Linked DNA regions of Sus scrofa: region 1 is linked to region 2. Evidence: chromatin contacts called from public Hi-C data. All regions are on one chromosome and are shown on one strand. The core of a region is the stretch at or near the end of the contact, and the rest is flanking DNA. Distances in the headings are between cores, read along the strand shown. Region 1 holds the start of RPLP0 (ribosomal phosphoprotein large PO subunit). Region 2 holds the start of COX6A1 (cytochrome c oxidase subunit VIa polypeptide 1).

Evidence for each region. A called contact is a pair of places that touch in the nucleus more often than the background predicts.
Region 1: a Hi-C map of liver shows a contact between it and region 2, with 5 times the contacts expected there. The contact joins the promoter of RPLP0 here to the promoter of COX6A1 in region 2. A contact is called at or near these places in 13 of 47 Hi-C or Micro-C datasets (alveolar macrophages, blood, embryonic fibroblasts and 7 more).

What each region holds. Positions count from the first base shown.
Region 1 is chr14:40,220,474-40,226,984 of Sscrofa11.1, forward strand. It overlaps RPLP0 (ribosomal phosphoprotein large PO subunit), which reads right to left and starts at 3,470. Exons shown (of 8, transcript NM_001098598.1): 1 at 3,446-3,470; 2 at 3,099-3,200; 3 at 2,012-2,187; 4 at 1,824-1,911; 5 at 1,540-1,686; 6 at 1,248-1,433. The coding sequence starts at 3,152.
Region 2 is chr14:40,406,484-40,412,550 of Sscrofa11.1, forward strand. COX6A1 (cytochrome c oxidase subunit VIa polypeptide 1) reads left to right here and starts at 2,117. Exons shown (of 3, transcript NM_001190221.1): 1 at 2,117-2,254; 2 at 2,402-2,544; 3 at 4,055-4,327. The coding sequence starts at 2,152. The coding sequence ends at 4,138. It overlaps TRIAP1 (TP53-regulated inhibitor of apoptosis 1), which reads right to left. Exons shown (of 2, transcript XM_021072517.1): 2 at 5,474-6,067.

The sequences.
Region 1 (6,511 bases), core at 2,220-4,719, 180 kb before region 2:
AGTCCAAACTCAACAGCAAATAAGACTTGCTAGGTTAGCATCTTAGCCTCACATAGGACACCTCACCTCCAACAAATGCTTCTGGCAGGGAAATTCAGACTCAGTAACTTCAAAATGCTTTTTGCTCTTATTCTCAACATGGACATTTCCTTTACCATAAGAATCACACTTACTTCAAAAGCCACTACTTTGTGAAAATATAAAGTATTAACTTGCGTTCCAAAGAGAGAAAACACATTAAATTGCAAACATGAATTTCATCTACTAGAGAGATTTCCAAAAACCAGTTGGTGTTTATAGAGTGTTTATAATGGCAATGTTTCATTTGCCTAAGAAAAAAATGAATTATATCTCCTATCACCTTAAAACTAGAAGATATGAGAGTTCCCATCATAACGCAGCAGAAACAAATCAGACTAGGAGCCATGAGGTTGCGGGTTTGATCCCTGGCCTCGCTCAGGGGTTAAGGATCTGACGCTGCCGTGAGCTGTGGTGTAGGCTGGCAGTTGTAGCTCTGATTAGACCCCTAGCCTGGGAACCTCCATATGCTGTGGGTGCAGCCCTAAAAAGTTTAAAAAAAAAAAAAGGTGTATTAGCAGCAAAAATAAGCAAGACTATCCCTGGAAGAGTCCCTATCCTCCCAAGACGGGGTACTTGACAACATTCATCCATTAACTACCTCATTTTTCTCATTCTTCCTTTCACTGATTGACTCTATTCGAAATCTCATGTCTTATTACAGGCCCTAGCATAACAGCCCTTACTGTGTGCCCAGCACTGTATACTCATTAATTTGTTAAATCCTTCATCAATTTTATACTGTTCTTGCCATTTTACAGATGAGGAAACTGAGATAAGAGATTAAACTGTCTTTGATTATTATACTGCAAGTCAGCCGCATGGCCAGGATTCCCTCTGAAGCTAGATATGCTCTCAACTATTAATATAAGAAAGTCCTGGAGGAGTTCTTATCATGGCTTAGCAGAAAGGAATCTGACTAGGAACCACGAGGTTGTGGGTTTAATTCGTGGCCGCGCTCAGTGGGTTAAGGATCTGGCGTTGCTGTGAGCTGTGATGTAGGTTGCAGACATGGCTCGGATCTGGTGTTGCTGTGGCTGTGGCATAGGCCGGCAGCTGTAGCTCCGTTTAGACCCCTAGCCTGGAAACCTCCGTATGGTGCGAGTGCAGCCCTAAAAAGAAAAAAAAAAAAAAAAAAAAATGAAAGGCCTGGGATGGACAGCCTGTACCTCCAGGAAGCGAGAATGCAGAGTTTCCTCGGTGATGTCAAGCACTTCAGGGTTGTAGATGCTGCCATTGTCAAACACCTGCTGGATGATCAGCCCAAAGGAGAAGGGGGAGATGTTCAACATGTTCAGCAACGTGGCTTCACTGGCTCCCACTTTGTCTCCAGTCTTAATCAGCTGCACATCACTCTGAAAAACAAGGTAGGTGACAGTTAACCCAGACATCCAGCAGGTCCACAGCAACCAAGCCCCCGCCACCTGCCTGGCTGGCACAGGCCAAGCCAGGCCCACTCACCAGGATTTCAATGGTGCCCCTGGAGATTTTAGTGGTGATGCCTAAAGCCTGGAAGAAGGAGGTCTTCTCAGGCCCCAGACCAGTGTTCTGGGCAGGTACAGTGACTTCGCATGGGGCTATGGCACCAGCACGGGCGGCAGCTGGCACCTGAACAAAAAGGACAAACAATGAGAAAACTTCTTTCCACAGCTACAACCTGAAAAAGATTGTCTTCTTTTTTTCTTGCTTTTAAGGAGCCAAAATTAATGATAAGGCCTCTTCAGCCAAGCTGATTCTCCCCTCACCTTATTGGCCAGCAGCATGTCCCTGATCTCAGTGAGGTCCTCCTTGGTGAACACAAAGCCCACGTTCCCCCGGATGTGAGGCAACAGTCTGCAAAGAGAAGTTTACAAGAGACGGTTAACTTTGAGCACCATTCTTCTCCAGGAAAAGGGAGAAGGATGGACAAAGATGCCCAGGAGGAATGACTGACTTCTCCAGGGCTGGGTTGTTTTCCAGGTGCCCTCGGATGGCCTTGCGCATCATGGTGTTCTTGCCCATCAGCACCACGGCTTTCCCGCGGAGAGACATGCGGATCTGCTGCATCTGCTTGGAGCCCACATTGTCTGCTCCCACAATGAAGCATTTCGGATAATCATCCAGAAGTTGCTGCCCAAACAAGCCAGACACGAGCAATGTTAACAGAAGGAAAAAGAAAGGATCAAGAAAAACCAAATCCCACAATCTCAAGTTTCCGTTTCACTCACTCCTTTTTATGCTTTTCAAATGTCTGAGGTTAAGACAATTCCTCCTACTAGCAGGCACCTGAGCTGTGAGAGCCAGATTTGCCTAAGATTTGCTTGTGGGGTATGAATGGTAAGATCATGTTTCTACATTCAACCCAAAGGTTTAATTGTAGCTTCCATTCTTAATTTTTCTCAATTAAGGCATGTTTCTGATCCACTAAAATGGCTGCATTAACAAAACCCAGTTTTGAAAATACAAAGTAAGGCAAACACAGCAAAACATTACTTGTAGAATTTAGGTTTCAAGTATGGATCATTGAAAAATTCCTTTAAGTTTTTTGTCTCAAAATCATGAAAAATGGAAAACATAATGGACTAAGGTCCACAAAGCTGCCTAACGCCTAAAGAGCAGCATGACCTGATGATCAACAATTCTGGGCAGCGAAGACCCACCTCAAGGCCACCCAAAAGAAAACATTCACTGAATTAGTTTCTTGACAGGATCTAAATCTGCAGCAACTTGCCTCTTTATAATGAATCATTCAGTGCCTCAGACTTCCCCAAAGATGGATACAAAAAAGTAAAAGTATGACCAGAGATCTTTAGAAGTACTCTTAAGAGCCATTTAACCTGCCTGAGCCTGTTTATCTGCAACACAAGGAAGCAGAGGAACGCTGACCTCAGGAAATTATTAAGATTAAAGAAGACTTGCCTAAAACGACCTAATTTGATGGTTGGCCACCTGCAGGCACTCAGCACCTGGCCGCTGGTTGTCCCTATTACTGCCCCGGGCAAGGCACCACAGTGGGCGGCCGAGACCTACCCCGCACTTACGATTATCTTAAGGAAGTAGTTGGACTTCCAGGTCGCCCTGTCTTCCCTGGGCATCACGGCGGTGCGTCAGGGATTGCCACGCAGGGTTTAAAGACGATGTCACTGAGAAAAAAGAGAGAAAATTCAGCATACTCCAACACGCGTCCCCACGGAGCGGCGGGCTCCAAACCCGAGGCCTAGGGGAGGAGACCACTCTCCCGCGCCCGGCGGCCCGAACGGGCCCTGGACTTGCCGCCAGCGGAGCCCCAGGCCAGAGAGGCCTGGACCCCGCGGCCCCCGAAAATATACCCGAAAGCCTCATTTCTCCCGCCGCCAGTCCCCTACGCTACCACAGCGGACGAACAGACCTCACACGAGGACGCCTGGCGAGAGGAGGGCTGTACGCCGGCGCGAGTCTTTTATATGTGAACAAAACAGCCAATCCAAAGCCGCAGACAGCGCCCCCGCCTATTGGCTGGCTTCAACGTCTGTCTGGAGAAGCTGGGTTGATCTATGCAGCCATTGGATGGTATCGCTGCCACTCCAGCCAACGGGACGCTGCCTTTAAACACGGTAGCTAAAGAAAGCACTGCTGTGTGTGGAAGGAGGTTTCTCAGAGGTGCTTCCCTCTGCTGGGCTGGAGCTGTTCTCGTGTAGAGAAGCTAGAGTTTGTGACCTGAGTCCACGTTTCCTTCTGTCACCTGGCCAAGTCGCAAGCTGAAGAGTATGACGTGGAGCTGAGAAATAATTGTACATGGTTGAGAAGCAGAATGGTTTCTTGTTTCTTCTACAGTTCTTCGCTCTTTGGAAACAAAGGGATGCTTTAAAACCTAAGTCTCAGAGTTTCCATTATGGTTCTACGGGTTAAAGACCAGACGTAATCTCCGTGAGGATGCCGGTTCCATCCCTGGCCTCGCTCAGTGGGTTAAGGATCCGGCTTTGCAGCAAGCTGCAGCGTAGGTCACAGATGCGGCTCGAATCCGCAGCTGCAGCTCCCCATTCCACCCCTAAAAGGAAAATAATAATATGGAGTTCCCGTCGTGGCTCATGGTTAACGAATTCGACTAGAAACCCGCATTCGAGTGCGGGTTTGATCCCTGCACTCCGTCAGTGAGTTAAAGATCCCGCGTTGCCTAGAGCTGTGGTGTAGGTCGCAGACGCGGTTCGCATCCCGCGTTGCTGTGGCTCTGGCGTAGGCTGCTGGCTGCAGCTCCGATTCGACCCCTAGCCAGGGAACCTCCATATGCTGCACGCCCTAGAAAAGACAAAAAAAAGAAAACCCACTTCCACTCCCTCTTTCCTCTGTTCCTATAGCACTTACACAGCACACTATATAATTTGTTACATTGTTTCGTGTCTCTATTTTTGCCTTATACCTGGCATAATAGGCATATGCTAAATATTTGTTGAAGAAAAGAATGCAGGGTTTGCAATCAGATAACCTGGATCCATATTCTTGTTCTGCCACTTGCTGGTTGTGTCATCTCAGGAAGCGATTTCACCTTGCTGACTCTGTTTCTTTATCTGTAAAATGGAGATAATAGTATTCACATTCTAGAACTGTTATGAGGATTACTGCGAGATATGTGTTAGGACAACACAATTCCTGGAATGTAGGAGGAAATCACTGTGGATGTCAGCTTATTTTTTAATTTTTTAATTTAAAAAAATTTTTTTGTCTTTTTGTCTTTTTCCAGGGCCGCACCCAGGGCATACAGAGGTTCCCAGGCTAGGGGTCTAATGGGCACTGTAGCCACTGGCCTACACCACAACCACACCAACACGGCATCTGAGCGGTGTCTGCCACCTACACCACAGCTCATGGCAGCGCCAGATCCTTAACCCACTGAGCAAGGCCAGGGATCGAACCCACAACCTCATGGATCCTAGTCTGATTCATTAACCACTGAGCCACAACAGGAACTCCTAATTTTTTAATTTTTTAATTTTTTTTTTTTTTTTAGGGCCAGGGGGCTGCATGTGGAAATTCCCAGGCTAGGGGTGGAATTGGAGCTGTAGCTGCTGGCCTGTGCCACAGCCACAGCAACACGGGATCTGAGCCATGTCTGTAACCTACACCATAGCTCACGGCAATGCTGGATCCTTAACCCACTTAGCAAGGCCAGGGAACAAACCCTCATCCTCATGGTTACTAGTCAGGTTCGTTACCACTGAGCCCCAACAGGAACTCCCGGATGTCAGCTTATTTTATTCATCATTCAACACTTATTTGAAAAATTGTACCTGTATCAATAATTTTTTTTTTTTTTTTTTTGGCTGCAAGCACATGGAAATTCCCTGGGTCAGGGATCGAACCTGCGCCACAGCAGCAATCCCTGCAGCTGCTGCAGTGACAATGCCGGATCCTTAACCTGTCCTGCCACAAGAGAATTCCCAATAAATATGTTGGTTTTTTGGGGGGGTGGGGAGGTGGTTTTGCTTGTATGTTTGTTTGTTTGTTTTTTGCTTTTTAGGGCCTCACCCATAGCATAGAGGTCTAATCGGAGCTACAGCTGCAGGCCTACACCACAGCCACAGCAACGCCAGATCCAAGCCACATCTATGACCATAGCTCATGGCAATGCCGGATCCTTAATCCACTGAGCAAGGCCTGGGATTGAACCTGCAACTGCATGGTTCCTAGTCAGATTTGTTTCCGCTGCACAATGGAAACGCCCCAATAAATATGTTTTTAATGAATGTGCTTAGGTCCTAGGGCAGAAAGGTGTCTTCATCTTATCTCCACCCTTTTTATTTGACCAAGTGAGAACTCTCCATATGGTGTTTTCAAGCTTCCCAGTGCTTTTGATAATGAGCCTGTTTAGAGGAGTGCTGGAGTCCATTACTGCTAAGATCTGTTTTTAGTGACAATGTATTACTGCATGCTCAGCACTGTGCTAAGTACTTTGTGCACATTATGGCCGTTAATCTTTGCAACAGCTCCCTGAGGAGGGACAGTATTAGTATATCGGTATTATCAACAAGAAAATTCACTAACAAGAAGTTAGTGATGGCTTCAGAACTGAAATCTAGGAGGAAGTTCAAAGCTCCTGGGCCTCACTATACCATACAGTCCCTTCCAAACCCTGAGGCTGTCTCCCTCCAAATGCACTTTTCCAAGTACATACATACTAGCATAGTAATTTCCCAAGGACATCCTGGATCCAGTGATACACTGTCTCTAATTGTAGTATATCAATATAATGGAATACCATGAAGCCATTAAAAAATGAGGCACACCTAGATTTATTGACAAGAAAAAATATAAAGTATAGATGAGTGAAAAAATGAAGTGTATCATATTAATTTAAATAAATATATCCAACCTGGGGAGTTCTCTTTGTGGCACAGTGGAAATGAAACCGACTAGTAACCATGAAGGTGCGGGTTCCACTCTTGGCCGCGCTTAGTAGGTTAAGGATCCAGCACTGCCG
Region 2 (6,067 bases), core at 867-3,366:
TTTCCTGGGCTGTCTAAATGCAGTCACCCAAGGCTTTGCAAATGTTGTGCATACCTGGCAATAACATCATAGGCATCATGCCTAAGTATGTACTGTGACAGACAGAATCTTTAATGAGCAATACCACCCTGTAAGATGTATGAAAGTCCTTTGGGAAAGAAAACATTTGTTGAGTTTTTAACATATTACAGGCATTGGATATTTTTCACTTAATCCTGTCTCTACCACTGAATTATACATTTCATGAGAGAGCTTCTAGTTCTTGGATACTACTGTATACACCTGGCACACAGTAGCCACCATCATTAATATTTATTAAATGAACCATCATTATTATTATGGATAGCGGTTGAGTAACTTCTCCAGGTGGAGATATTCTTAATAAATTATTATTTGTTGGATAAAGGGATGAATAAGTGCATACTATATTCCCATTAAGAGAGGAGGAACAACTGGGGGCAGACCAGATTTGGACTCAGGATTTCCTGATCCTCGAGCTTGGACCATTTCCATAGCTACATTGTGGGGCCTCACAGCCTCTTTGGCTGTGTTCGAGGATGCCTAGGGATTTGACTATTCTAATTACACCATAACATGCAAAAACCCAGGCTACTCAGAGAATGAAAGACCAGATTGTGAAGCTTTAGTAATATGATCCCAATTTTTGTTTTTGTGAAACCGGAGAACCTCAAAGCATTCATTTTATCTAACTTGCTCAAGGTCATACAGGCTGTAAGGGAAAGAAACAAAACGTGAACCCAGTCTTCCAGTGCCAGAGTCCCTGTCTAATACTCTATATAGGGATTCTTAATCTGGGGCACAGGACTCTTAGAGGGGCCGTGGATGTACTTTCTAGTGCCTTCTTCTCCCAACACTGTGTGCTTAAACTCTGTGTTCTTAGAAGGAAAAGGATTCATAGCTTTCATCATAATCTTAAAAGAGCCTGTGGTCAAAAAGTTTACCTTCAGAGTTCCCGTTGTGGCACAGCAGAAACAAATCCAACTAGTAACCATGAGATGGAGGGTTCCACCCCTGGCCTCACTCAGTTGGTTAAGGATCGGGCGTCAATGTGAGCTGCGGTGCAGGTCGCAGCCGAGACTCAGATCCTGCATTGCTGTGGCTGTGGTGTAGGCTGGCAGTTGTAGCTCTGATTTGACCCCTAGCCTGGGAACCTCCATATACTGCGGTTTCGGCCCTAAAAAGCAAGCAAACAAACAAAGAAAAAGATGATCTTCACTTTATCTTATGTATCTATTTAAAATCTTTATTTGTAAAACTGCTTTTAAATGAGTAGAAGGAAGAAAAAAGAGTGGGAAAGAATTGTAGAGATCAGCTATAACAGATGACAATTTTTTCTTCCCGTTGCTATTTGTTCATTCACACACTCATTCATTCATTCAACAAACTTGTGTTGAGCACATGCTACTGGCTAGACAGGATTCCTGAGTCTGCGAATGCTGCAACGGCAAAATCTTTGTCCTCCCTAATAGAATATAAAATCTGTGATGCCGACAAAATAAAGATATGACAATTATTTTGTCCAAGTGCCCCGAAAAAAACAGGGCAGAGTCAGAGAGGATGGGGAGGAGGGGAAATGGAATTGGTTTTTTTTGGCTGCTCCGTGGCATTTGGAGTTCCCAGGCCAGAGATCAGATCCGAGCGGCAGCTGTGACCTAAGCCGCAGCTGTGGCAACGCCGGATCCTTAACCCACAATGCTCTGCCAGGGATCGAACCTGTCTCCCAGCGCTCCCAAGACGCCGCTGATCCCATTGTTCCACAGAGGGAATTCTGGAAATGGCATTTTAGATAGGGTGATTTGTGCTAGGAATCTCCAGTTACTGTGCACGGATTTCATTGAAGGGAGCGATCTAGGATGCCAGAGTGTGCCCAGCAAAGCTTTCTTTTGCTCTTGACCTCACCCGTGTGCTGATGGTGGGGAGAAACCAGATACTCTCAGGAGTACAGACTACATGCTCCCTCGAACCCCGCGGCTGGCTGCTTTCGGACAAGGACTCTGGGCTCGGAGGACAGTGCGCAGGCTCTTTGGGACTAGGCACCGCCCAATAGGAACTTCCTTTTGAGGTTGTGGTCCCGCCCCCCAGCCCTTCTTTCTGCTTCCGCTTCCGGCGCCGAAGTGATCTAGGTCGAAAATGGCGGCAGCTGCTGGGTCCAGGGTGTCTGGGCTGCTACGTCGTTCCCAGCTGCAGCTGAGGCGGCCTATGTCGAGTAGTGCCCATGGCGAGGAGGGCTCAGGTACTGGTACTGGGGTCGCGGAGCGGGCCTCAGCCCCACTCGAGCGAAGAGCGGCGGGTCTATGACCTTGGCTTGAGGCCTTGAGGGAGGGAGGTGAGACTCAGGGCGGGTCCCCTCCAGGCCTGAGTGGTCGTGCCCCCTTTGCAGCTCGCATGTGGAAGACCCTCACCTATTTCGTGGCACTCCCCGGGGTGGGAGTGAGCATGCTGAACGTCTTCCTGAAGTCGCACCACGCAGAGGAGGAGAGACCCGAGTTCGTCCCCTACCCCCATCTTCGCATCAGGTCCAAGGTACCCCTTGCAGTCTCTTCACCTCTTATTCCAAAGCCCTTAGGCCTAGTTCTTCATTCTCTAAAAGCGTGGGTGTTGGGCGTGTAGAGTTTCTCATTTAATCCTCTCAAACACATTGTCGTTTATTATTATTTTTTTCAAACAGAATTTTCTCCAGTTTTACAGAAGGATAACTTGAGACTGGGGGGGCGGGGGTTCACGGCTCAGTTTTCTTCAAGGTCATACGGTAGATGCCCTTCGGTTTTCCTTTTTCCGAGTCATCCCACCCTTTGCCTTCTGATACTGTTCTGAAACAACTGTCCGTTGTGCAAAACTTGGAGGTTTGGGAAACTCCCTTAGACTGGCAACGTCAGAAGGGGGTTCATTTCTTTTTTTTGTTTTGTTTTGTTTTGTTTGTCTTTTTGCCATCTCTTGAACCGCTCCTGCGGCATATGGAGGTTCCCGGGCTAGGGGTCTAATCGGAGGTGTAGCCGCCAGCCTACGCCAGAGCCACAGCAACGCAGGATCCGAGCCGCGTCTGCGACCTACACCACAGCTCACGGCAACGCCTGAACCTTGACCCACTGAGCAAGGGCAGGGATCGAACCCGCAACCTCATGGTTCCTAGTCGGATTCGTTAACCACTGCGCCACAACGGGAACTCCCCGGGTTCATTTCTCTAAGACCTGGGCATCTGACATTTACTAGCTGTATAAGGAAGAGACTGAGCTTCTGTTCCTCTCCTTTACGCTAGTTATCATCCCAACTGTTTCATCTTTTGGCTGTCAATGTAGGTGTAATAATGTATTTTACATTACTTGCTGTATTTTTAACAAGAGCACTGTCTTTGAGCACCACTCCCACTCTTGTACAATAGACTTAGAAGCCATACAGCAAGGTTTCTTAACCTCAGTGTTATTGACATTTGGTACCAGATAATTCTTTTGGGGGCAAGGGGCTCTGCTGTGAGTTACAGGATGTTTAACAGCATCCTTGATCTCCATCCACTAGGTGCCAATGGTATCCCCCACCACCTCCAGTCTCCCGGAGATACTGGCCTGTGTCTCCAGAGGGGCAAAATCATTCCAGATTGGAAACCTCTGCCCTAGAGCAATGCTTTTCAAAAGTAGCATGCAAAATAACAGGGTAGTTTGCAGTTTCCAATCCAGAGATTGGTTTCAAGTCCAGAAATCCTCATTCAAGTGAACATCTCCTCCCCTATACCCACCTCTACCATTCTGATACAGGTGATGGAATGATTGCATTTTCAGAAACACAGCGCTGATGTACAGTTATCAGAGGCTTATGAGTAGTGAACTTGAGCTTGCTTTTCCCTACTATTTTGTGGGCTCCCTGGAATTTATAAGAGCTCCCTTAAGTTACTGGAGGACTGAACTATGCCAGTAGTTAAAGAACTAATTTCCATTTTGTTTTTGTGTATTATCTGTTGCTTTCCTTATTTTAAGTAGTTCATGGCAGTGCTGGTTCTAAACTTTTCTGGAATTGCCTAATTGACGTCTTCACTCCACAGCCCTTTCCCTGGGGAGACGGTAACCATACCCTATTCCATAACCCTCATGTGAACCCACTTCCAACTGGCTATGAAGATGAATAAAGAGAACCTGGACCACTACCCAGTGGGGACCACAGCACTGGTTTGGACCATTACTCTGCACCCATGAACCAGAAAAGTATATGGGACCTTAGGCTTACCTTGTATCCAGTGATGACCATTATACTGATCTTCCACACCTTTGCTTATGGCAAGAGATGGCTTAAATAAATAACCTAAGTCATGAGCTGAGAGTTGCATTCTTTGGTGGTGTTTTTCCCTCAGAAATTAGCAGTAATGTTATCTCTGTTTTTTCAGTGAAGGTCTGTGGCTACTCTTTAGTCAGGTCCAGTTCAGACTTTTGAATAACAATGTTTGTAACAAGTCAGTCTTTGGTTTCTTCTGCCTACGGTGGGTAAAGCAGAGACCACATGTGGAGCTAATTAAAGGCCAAATTGGGGTCCTGGCAGACTTTGGGTGGCAGAGACACCAGCATTTGCTAAGGAATAATCCCTAAAGGCACATAGTTTTCTCCAAAAAGTGTCAGGCTCTCATCTTAGGTTATCTCTTAGCATCCTGAAGGCTGGAAGGGTCAGAAACTTTTGGAGAAATAAAGGCAGTATGACGCATTTCTGCATATAGTACTGGCTTTGTTTGTTTCTGTAATTAAAACCTTACTGTAGCCATAAGAATTAGAAGAAACAATAGTAATAGTTATAAAATCACCTGAAAAGAGCAATTAGGATTTCCTCTTCAAAATTTTAGAAGTAGCTGAAATAGTTGGAGTCACTTTATGGGTAGGGTAAAGTCAAAATAGTATGAGGAACAATCAGGAAAATTTTATCCCTCAGTGGCAGTTACAGTAAAATTTGTTTTACTTTCAAAACAGTTTTATAAGATTCAAGAGGCTACAAAGTTTTGACTGGCTTGTAGCCAGGCTTAGTTCAGGACTTCATCTTGCTGCCTGGCCTCCCTCAGAGGAGTTCCAAGTATCTTCCATATAATGGACCTTAACCTCAGAATGTAAATGCAGAGTGTATTGCAATGACATTAAGGACCTGGTCACATTAAATATGAAGTTATTAATTGGTAAAGTGGAAAGGGGATAATAGAATCTAGGCCTTCTGTAAATCAGGTTTCATACTACCTGGGCACATGTAAAAAAACTGAACCTGACAGTTTTTTTTAGGTGCAATTACGTAAACATTTTAAGGAGATACTGTAGTATATCAGTGAGGTTTCCAGTTGCTATACCGTACTACCTACCTAGCTTAGATAAATCTTCACTTTTAAGTTATAAAACATATAAGCTCCTCCCCCCTCCCAGTGTATGTATGAAATATGTGCAGTTACAGAGCCATAGATGTTCCGTAAGGTGCACTGAGTTCCAGGGGCAAATGATGGTAGAAACGAATATTACAATTTATTCCATCTTCATGATTACAGGCATTACAGGGCAGGGTGAGTAAACAAGGCAGATAAAGCAAACTTTTCTTCCTCCACTTAACCAGATGCAGCATTTTGGCATTTTTGATACACAGGTTGACTTAATACACAGATTTACAGATTTAAGTTGAAAGCTGTCAACAGCAAAGCTTTGTGATTTAGGATCTCCCTCCATAGCTTCTCCAAGGATCTTAATTCCTGAACCATACCATGGGCTCTGAAATGGTGTTCACAGCAGCATTCTGAAGCTTTCACATCTTAACAGGAGATCTGACACCTCTTATTAAGGCAGGGGACTGTTAAAAGCTGGCTTCTTCTTTGATAACCCAGCCCACCAGCAATCTTCAGTTAAATTATTATACCAAAAATAAAACTCCTGGGAACCCTTTCCAGAGCATCAGCTCCCTGAGAGAAAGGAGATTATAACAAGTTGCTTCCATGAAAAATTACCCCAGTACGGTGTACATATATAAAGTTCTTTGCAGCATAACTCAAGAGGTCAGGAAACCATGATCATCTCGACAATCTTAACTACATTTACATACG